2 separate regions of the Mus musculus genome follow, and region 1 is linked to region 2. Evidence: chromatin contacts called from public Hi-C data. All regions are on one chromosome and are shown on one strand. Each heading gives the region's core, a stretch centred on a gene start, on an enhancer-like site or on the middle of the called end of the contact. The rest is flanking DNA. Distances are from core to core; before and after follow the strand shown. Region 1 has its middle 20 kb from the start of Plekhf1. Region 2 has its middle 34 kb from the start of Gm30483.

The links. A called contact is a pair of places that touch in the nucleus more often than the background predicts.
Region 1: a contact with region 2 is called in a Hi-C map of cardiomyocytes, with 3 times the contacts expected there. The contact joins two enhancer-like sites. A contact is called at or near these places in 3 of 15 datasets of contacts at CTCF or cohesin (the NIH/3T3 cell line, large pre-B cells and pro-B cells), 7 of 484 Hi-C or Micro-C datasets (the C10 cell line, the G1E-ER4 cell line, the HPC-7 cell line and 4 more) and 6 of 115 datasets of contacts at active chromatin or transcription factors (T-cell acute lymphoblastic leukemia, astrocytes, embryonic brain and 3 more).

What each region holds. Positions count from the first base shown.
Region 1 is chr7:38,205,422-38,209,600 of GRCm38.p6, reverse strand. No RefSeq gene overlaps it. Among named protein-coding and RNA genes, the nearest start is that of Plekhf1, 20 kb to the left of the region's middle. Within about 2 kb of position 2,775, at least 39 of the 459 cell types and tissues checked have an H3K27ac peak or open chromatin away from gene starts, as enhancers often do.
Region 2 is chr7:37,359,459-37,363,853 of GRCm38.p6, reverse strand. It overlaps a transcript of Zfp536 not described here. Among named protein-coding and RNA genes, the nearest start is that of Gm30483, 34 kb to the right of the region's middle. Within about 2 kb of position 1,558, at least 76 of the 459 cell types and tissues checked have an H3K27ac peak or open chromatin away from gene starts, as enhancers often do.

The sequences.
Region 1 (4,179 bases), core at 1,526-4,025, 840 kb before region 2:
TTATTCATTCAACAAACATCTGCTGAGATAGAACTGGAGCTTCAGCTGTTAACTAAACAGGCAAAGCTCCCTCCTGGGCCTCACTGGTGAAGGGAGAGGAACAGGACACACAAGTTAGAAGTCTGCTATGGAAGGAATCCAGGGAATTGAACCCCAAACAACTATGTATCCTGGTGATCATTCTAAAGTAATGGCCTTTGGAGAGCGATAGATACTGTGTGAAGTGTCCTAGCATGCTATCTCAGCTAGAGAAAGGCCTTTAAGCCATTCCCAAGCTATACACACACACACACACACACACACACACACACACACACACACACACACACACACAGAGTTCATCTGGCTTGGTTCTTCTCCCGAGGTTCATTCAGTTTCTAGAGGAAGCTGATCACTAACTATCACCTGATGTCATTCCCACAGACCCAGATTTTCACATTCCCAACTCCTGACCTCTGGGCCACCTGGCTTTGCGTAACTAAGCTTCTGTGACTGTCACCGCTGTGTCAGTCTCTTTTCATTTCATTCTAGGGAGCCCTGTGGGAAAAGCAGGAGAGTTCTGCCTTTGCCCCTCCACTATCCACTACACTCTATATCTCCAGGATCTTCCACAGTGCCAAGAAGATTTCCTGCAAAGAGGGACTGTGATGTTTGTAAGGCACATGACTGTCCCTATGAGTTTAGCCCGGCCGGTATGCTTTTATAACTTATTAAATTGAAGAGATTATCTCAACATTTGTTCTCTGGATACAGATGTTTTCATTGGGTGGAGAGAGGCAATGTGCCTGTTAATGTTTCTCAGCTCAACACAAGCTTGGGTCATCTGGAAAGAGGGAACTTTGAAGAGTTGCCTCATCAGACTAGCCTTTGGGCATGTCTGTGGGAATATTTTCTTTTTCTTTTCTTTCTCTTTTTCTTTTCTTTTCTTTTCTTTTCTTCTCTTTCTTTCTTCCTTTTCTTTTCTTTTTTTTCTTTTTTTTTTGTTGTTGTTTGTTTGTTTGCTTGCTTTGTGAGATGGGTTTCTCTGTGTAGCCTTGGCTGTCCTGGAACTTGCTCTGTAGACCAGGCTGGCCTCGAACTCACTAAGATCTGCCTTCCTCTGCCTCCTGAGTGCTAGAATTAAAGGCATGAGCCACTGCTGCCTGGAAGAAATATTTTCTTAATTAACAATGGATATGAGAGGGCCCAACCCACCATGGGTGGCATCATCTGAGGCAGGTGTGTCTGCGTTGTATGAAACAGCAAGCTGAGTGGGCGTGGAGAGCAAACGAGTAGGCAGAACTCCTTCATGGCCTCTGCTTCAGCTCCTGAAGGTTCCTCCCCTAGATCCTCTTCATGGTGGACTATAAGTTCTACCCTGCAATAAACCCTTTCTTTCTCAAGTTGCTTTCGGTCATGGTGTTTATCACGGCAACAGGAAGCTAACCGGGTCAGGCAGGTACAGTACCATGTTTACAGAGGCTAAGTACTGTGGGAAAAGAACAAGACAGGGAGGGAGATGCTGAAGCTGTGGTTTCAGGTGGAGTAGTTAGAAATAAACAGGCAGATTCCCAGTAAAGGAGCTGGCATGGCTTTACCCTTCAGTGTGTACTGTAGGAGAGAGCCTCTGCACCAGAGAAAGCATCAGGAGAGATGTGGCCACATGCATGGGGGAGTGAGCCACTATGTACAGCAAGATGGAGAGGTTGAAGGGAAGAGCCCCTCAAGTCCCCTAAACAAAAGGAACTCTTACTCTTAAAGCTTTTCAGGGAAGGTGGGAACTTCTGCATCACGTGACTTATCCTGGCCCAGTCTATGTACCAAAGAACAACGGAGGCAGGTATAACCATAAGGTTATCTTGCAGTTGCAAGGGGAAGGAGCTGAGCTTGGTTTCCACAATCCTTTTGTGGAATTCCCCACCTTTCCTCTGACTTAATCTATGAGCAACCACTCCCTCCACTGAAATCTGCTCAGAAAATGCTTCCAGGGCCCTTGTCTTAGTTACTTTCTGTTGCTCTGATAAAACACCATGACCAAGTCAACTTACAAAAGAAAGAGTTTATCAGGGCTTCTGGTTCCAGAGTGCTAAGAGGCTGTCATGGTGGGCAAGTGGCAGTCACGGCAACTGGAATAGCTATGAGAACTCAAATTCTGAACCACAGGCAAGAAGCAGAGAGAGGGGCCAGGTGTGGTGGCATATGAACTTCAATCCCAGCACTAGGGAGGCAGAGATAAGTAGACCTCTGTGAGTTCAAGGCCAGCCTGGTCTACATAGCAAGTTGCAGGGCATCCCAGGCCATTAGACCCCATCTTGGGGGAAAAGAAGCAGAGCAAGTGTCCAGAAGCCAGGAAATGACAGCAGCATCAACGTGCATCTGGGCCAAGGAAGATGAAGTCGAGATCTAGCCCAGGTTTAGTAACATGGAGGCCAGAGATGGGGTCTTCAGTAAGATGGCTACTGGGGGACAACATAAACCCCATTTTAGGGCCAGGCCTGACTTCAAAAGGAAAGTCATCCTCTCCAAGAACTGACCATAAAACCCCCAAAGTCATCAGTCCCAGGAACTCGGCCATAAGTCACCAGCTCCAGGAACAGACCATAAATTCCGGGAACAAAGCCACAAAATCCCCCATCCAAAGAACAGCCTACAGATAACCACAAGGATGCAGAAATAATCTTATCTCAGGATGGGCTATCTGTGCTGGGACACCAGTGACACCAAGGGTATTGTATGTGGTCACCTGAAGGTGGTAACTCAGCCTTGGTTCAGGAAGGAGCAGATGTACTGTGTGCAACTCTGGCTTGGCTTGGATGTAGATAGAAAGCATGGATTCAAGGCTGGGCAGCCGTATATGGTTTGGGTATCTCATCCTGTGGTTAAACAATCATGACAGAAGAATGCAGTTCACTGACCACCTGGACACAAGCCAATCAGAAACTGACCCATGTGACATCCCTAGCACCCACCCATGAAGTTTTAGAATGCCTAACCGTAGCTAAAATTCCTCTAGTTCCCTATAAAAAGGCCTGTGCGTCTTTGTCTGGGGTCATTGTCATTTTTTTTTTAAGTGGCCGACTCCTGCATGCAGACTTCTTGCTTTCGCAAAATAAAAACACCCTTGCCAATTGCACATGGAGTGGTGGTCTCCATGTGGCACTTCTAGACTTAACTGTAGGACTATGGATTGAAAGAGACAGGCCAGGGACAGTGAGCCCTGGAAATGTCCCTTAGGAGTCCTCTCACAAAGGAAAAGAGATGGGCAGTGAGTGGCTGGGGGGCAGAGGGGCCAGGGTGGGCTTGTGCTGTGTTTTAACAGTCTTATTTTTTTAATTTAAAACATGTTTATTTTTATTGTATGTCTCTGGGTGTTTGTCCTGCATCATATATCTGCTCACCACATATGTACCTGGTCCTCATGGAGTTCAGAAGAGGGTTTTGGATCCCCAGGATCCAGTTACAGACAGGATCTCCAGTCACAGACACTCATGAGCCACCATGTGAGTGCTGAGAACTCAGTCCTTATGAAGAGCAGCCAGTACAACTCTGAGCCATCTCTCGATCCCCTAAAGGTCTTATTGAGATGTAAATCACACCTCCTAGAATACACCTACTTCCACGCTGTGACAAAATCCCCAATTGAAAAACAAGTTAGGGGAGGAAGAGTTTGCCTCTAGTTTCAGAGGATCAGTCAGCCATGATCACAGTGGGGAGAACTGAGAAACAGGAGTGGCTGCCTGCAGGGACCCTTCCTCTGCTTGTCACATGGGTGAAGGAGGAAACAAAGATCACTCACTGGAATCAGAGGAGAGGGTAACCTTAGACCAGTCTCTAGGGATCTACTTGTGTCAGCTCTGCCCACCTCACCTCCTAAAGGTTCCACAACCTCCCACATGGCACCACCAACTGGGGATCAAAGCATTGCAAACGCTTTACAGAAGCCACTCTGCGGCTTCTAGAACCGCCCTAAGATGGTGCAGACATCAATACTATACAATTTCAGGACACAGCTCAGTACACACACTGTTGACCCTCTACCAGCTGTCCCTTGTCTGGGCAGCCACTAACCTCTTTTTTACCTCAGTGGATTTACCTATTCCAGATTCATAGAAAAGGAATCATGGGCTGGAGAGATGGCTCAGTGGTTAAGACCACTGACTCCTCTTCCAGAGGTCCTGAGTTCAAATCCCAGCAACCACA
Region 2 (4,395 bases), core at 309-2,808:
TTCTTTTTAAATTTAAGAAATAGTTTCCCTTTGGTGGTGGTGATGGGGGGGTGTGGAAAGAAAAACACATTTAACCCTAACTCCGTCTTCTCCCTTTGAAATGGATAGTGCACTTTTTAAACAGCTTGCTCCTCCACAATCAGTTTCAGAAAACAGGATCCGGTTTCCAGGCCCCTCGTGCAGATTTCTTAGCACAAAGTGGTGTCTTTTATCGTCTAAAGTACAGTACAGTAATGCCTTCACCCTCACTTGGGAAAATACAGTCAGACACACACACACACACACACACACACACACACACACCAATAGTTCATGTGATATTTGAACTGATTATGAATAAAATCCACCTCTTGCTCTCTATTCTTTTATTGATGTGTGTGTGTGTGTGTGTGTGTGTGTGTGAGAGAGAGAGAGAGAGAGAGAGAGAGAGAGAGAGAGAGAGAGAGAGAGAAACCTTTGAAGCCTAAAATTCTCAGGATGGTGCCTAAACACCCTGTAAGTTACTTAAAGGGACATAACATAGCAGCCTGTGCGCATGCCCTAGCCAGCGTTCTAAGGCCCTTCTAAATATTTACTTTAGAGAGAAATAGCCTCTCCTAATATTATTATGTCCGGGCTTGCTAGATTTCCATGCAGCAGGCCTGATCCCACCATCTGTAAAGTTCTAGGTTTTTTGTAATACTTCTAAGCTGTTTCTAATCTATTTTTACTGCCTTGTTCTGTCCTGAAATGTCAAAGAGTGCAGACTAGGTCTAGGAATTAACATGACAGTTAAGAAACTTGGCAAGGCTTTACAGCAGATTGTGACATTAACGGAACACAAAGGGGCAAGGCAGGATTAACGTTAATGCTCGCTTGCAGACACTATAAAAATCTATATGTCCGCGATCAGGGAATTGAAAAATAGGCTGCGTTTTAGGACAGCACTATTAAAGACAGATCTTTACAGCGAAGGGAGAGTTCCATATGAAAAGCACGTTACAGGGAAATAGTGCCCTGGTCCCTTCTGGAAAGTACAACAGGTTTGCGTCCTAGGTCAAGTAGGCATACAGCTCACTATGGCTGCCAATCCCCCCCCCAGTACCACCCCCCCCCTGCCCACACCCCTGGTTTCTTTAATCTGCGGTGAAACTGCCTTGGAAGCACTAATAGCATCCGCAGTCCCCCACCCCACCCCCCAGCCCCGGCACCCCCCTCCACCCCCACCCCCCATCCCTGGCCCCCGGCCCCAGCACCGCCCCGGCCCCAGCTGTGGAAGAGATCCTTTGATAGATGTACCTAGAAGCGGGATCATTTGTTTAGATTCTCAGATTGAAAAAATAAATCACATAGGGCCAACTTTTAATTTCATTTTAGGAAGGTTTCAAAGAACTGTATGCAGGAAGGCGTGCTGAGTCGTTCTCTCTCTCTCTCTCTCTCTCTCTCTCTCTCTCTCTCTCTCTCTCTCTCTCTCCCTTAATTCTTCCGTGGTGATTGTATAAACACTAATGACCTGACCTCCTTGGCGGGCTCCTGAATTCTGATTGGGGAACTAAGTCTTGGCATTTTAATCATGTGACTGCACCCACAGGGAAGGGTGGACGGAGCTGGTGCCGCTTACAGGCTCCCCGGGGTGCAGACTCCAAATCCCGGACCCACTCTTCTGGTCCGCATGACCTCAGGGCAGTTTAGCAACTTCTCTGGACCTCAGAGTCTTCCCTCCGGAGTGGAGGAAACAAATGTGTACCCACAAGGGAGTGTGTGCCTGTGAAGTCCCGGCGTACAGTAACTGCCGGCGCAGTTATTTTTGTTCCTTTGTTTTTAATTGGAGTGGAGTGGTAAGAATCTGTGAGGGTAGGGAGGGCGGAGGGGAGTCCTGGCCTTTAAACACAGTCTACTCCCCACGGAGTCAGCGCAGCTGCTATCAAAGAAACCTTTCTTCTAGAAAGATCTCTGATCCCATGTGTACTCTGGCCGCCTCCCTCCAGGGAGGCTGGGGGCTGAAACACAGCTGCTAGCTCAGATCTTTGGCCTGTCTGCTTTGCATGCCAGCACCCCAGGCCTCTGTTTATCCACCTGTAAATAGGGCACACTAGCACCTCCTACGAGTTGAGAATAAAACCAGTCAGCCAATAGGAAGTTCTGTGGGTTTAAAAGAGTGTGGATCCAAAAGGAATCAGAGTCCGTATTTGACAGAGATGTCTGAAAGCCTATGGCCATTGCTGCACTGCAGCTGATGCACGGGGCCAGCTTAGGTGCCTACCAACAGGAGAACAGGGAAAGACCACGTGAGATACACACACAGTAGAGTGTTAGTCGGTCATAAAGAGAAAATGGAAACACGTTCCCTGCAGAAGGAAAGCGGATGAAGTCAGAGGTTGTCATGGTCAGTGAAATAAGCCAGATACAAATAAATATACAATGTTGGCTCTCATGTGGAATCTAGAACAAAAATGTATAGGAAAAATAGAAAAGGGGTATAGATAATAGCAAGGAATAAGAAGGAAGGGTGAAAGAGCTGTCAAGGGGGAAATAGAACACACTCACCTATGGAGTTAATATACATTCTTTTAAAAAGAGAAAAAGATCCAAAGTGATGATAAGTAAGCAAGCCCCTTTTGCTAAGGTGGGGCAATATTTAAAAATAACAGCTAGTAGCTCTGGCTGTCCTAGAGCTAGCTCTGCAGAGCAAAATGGCTTCAAACTCAGAGTTCCGCCTGCCTCTGCCTGGGATTAAAGGTGTTTGCTACCACATGGGAATTGTGGGAGGTTTTGTTTTGTGTTGTGTTTGTTTGTTTGTTTCCAGGGCTGTTATGGGGATAGCTATGCCCCTCTGTCTATGCAGGACAGGGCCCACCTAGGCAGCCCATCTCAGCTTAAACACATGGCCCAAGAGGCTAAGAGAAGCTTGTCTGGTGCGGTGTTCTGCAGGGTCATTGCTGGCTTGCTGATGTCTCTGGGAGTGTCCCTGCAAACGTTGACTGATTCAGCCTAGGTGGCTTGTCCCCAGAAAGGGATGACACTGAGCCCAGTGTTTCAAAGCGATCTGGAGCAACGGTCCCTCACACCAGGGCCCAAGGACCAAGTAAGATTTTATGCCACCCCTGCTCACAAAGTTCTCCCTACAAGCACCCCGTGATCCCCATTAGCAACAAGGACTTTGCGACCTACTAGTCTGAGGTGAAGAAGCTGAGGGGCGGGAGACATCGTTGGCCAGGAACACATGGTGCCTGTCTGAACACACGCTTTAGATGTGCGTATATGCATTTGCTCACTCGGCTCACTCTTCTCCCAGGTGACCCTCCTAGCTGTAGGTGTGAACCCCTTCCCCTGCCCTCAGCGTCTACCTTAGCTTCTTCTCTGGTGTCTCAGGCTTCTATGACTGAGTTTATGCTCATATCCCAGACTCGCTGGGCTGCATATGTCCATTCCCTCCCATCCCACCTCCCACCTTCACCCCCCAATGGCTTTTTATCCTGGGGAATGCTGTCAAAGCCAGCTGCACTTACATGGTGCCACCAGTAGATGGCAGCATCTGCACAGCAGTGAAATCCATGTTTTTTGGGTTTTTTTTTTTTTTTCCCCTGCTCACTGGAAACTCCAGGGCAGCAGTTCTCAACCCGTGGGTCTCCATCTCCCAGAGACTATCTGAAAACACAGATATTTACATTAAAATTCATAACAGCAGCAAAATTGCAGTTACCAAGAAGCAACGGAACAATTTTATGGCTAGGGGTCACCACAACATGAGGAACTGTGTTAAAGGGTCACAGCATTAGGAAGGTTGAGAACCACTGCTCTAGGCCTTCTGAACCTAGAATGTTCCAGCAACAGCCTTGGGTCCATATAGTCCCACAAGTAAGGTGAGAGGGAAGCTGGAGACATCACTGGTCTAGCAACCTCTGTCTCGGAATCAAGGCAGGGACACATCTTTTAATTTTTTTAGGGGAGAGATTTGCTCCCAGTTAAAAACCTGGGACATATTTCAGAACACACCAGCTCATCTCCCTGAGAAGCCAGAAGATGTGAGCCCCAGGACTTGAGCCTGCTGAGCCTCCGTGAGATGAGCTGAATGTTCACACCCTGTGCCACACAGCTCTCGGGCTCGGAGCCACAATGGTGTCTCCTGTTCTCCCAGATGCTAACCTCGTCAGTATCTTCCAATGCCATAGCAACAGCTATTTACTGGTGGATTCCAGGCTCCCCGGCACTGGTTGCTTCTCCATGCTGCAGTTCACAGGGACACCCACTGGCAGCTACCACTTGCCCAATAGCACATTGGAAGGCCTGACTCTTGCGTTTCTAGTTGTGTCCCCCAGGGAACGCTGTCCTCACCAGGAACAGGCATAGTGGAGGAGGATATGACAACAGAGCCCTGCCCAAGCCCCGTAGCAGGGTTGATTGAAGCAACTGACA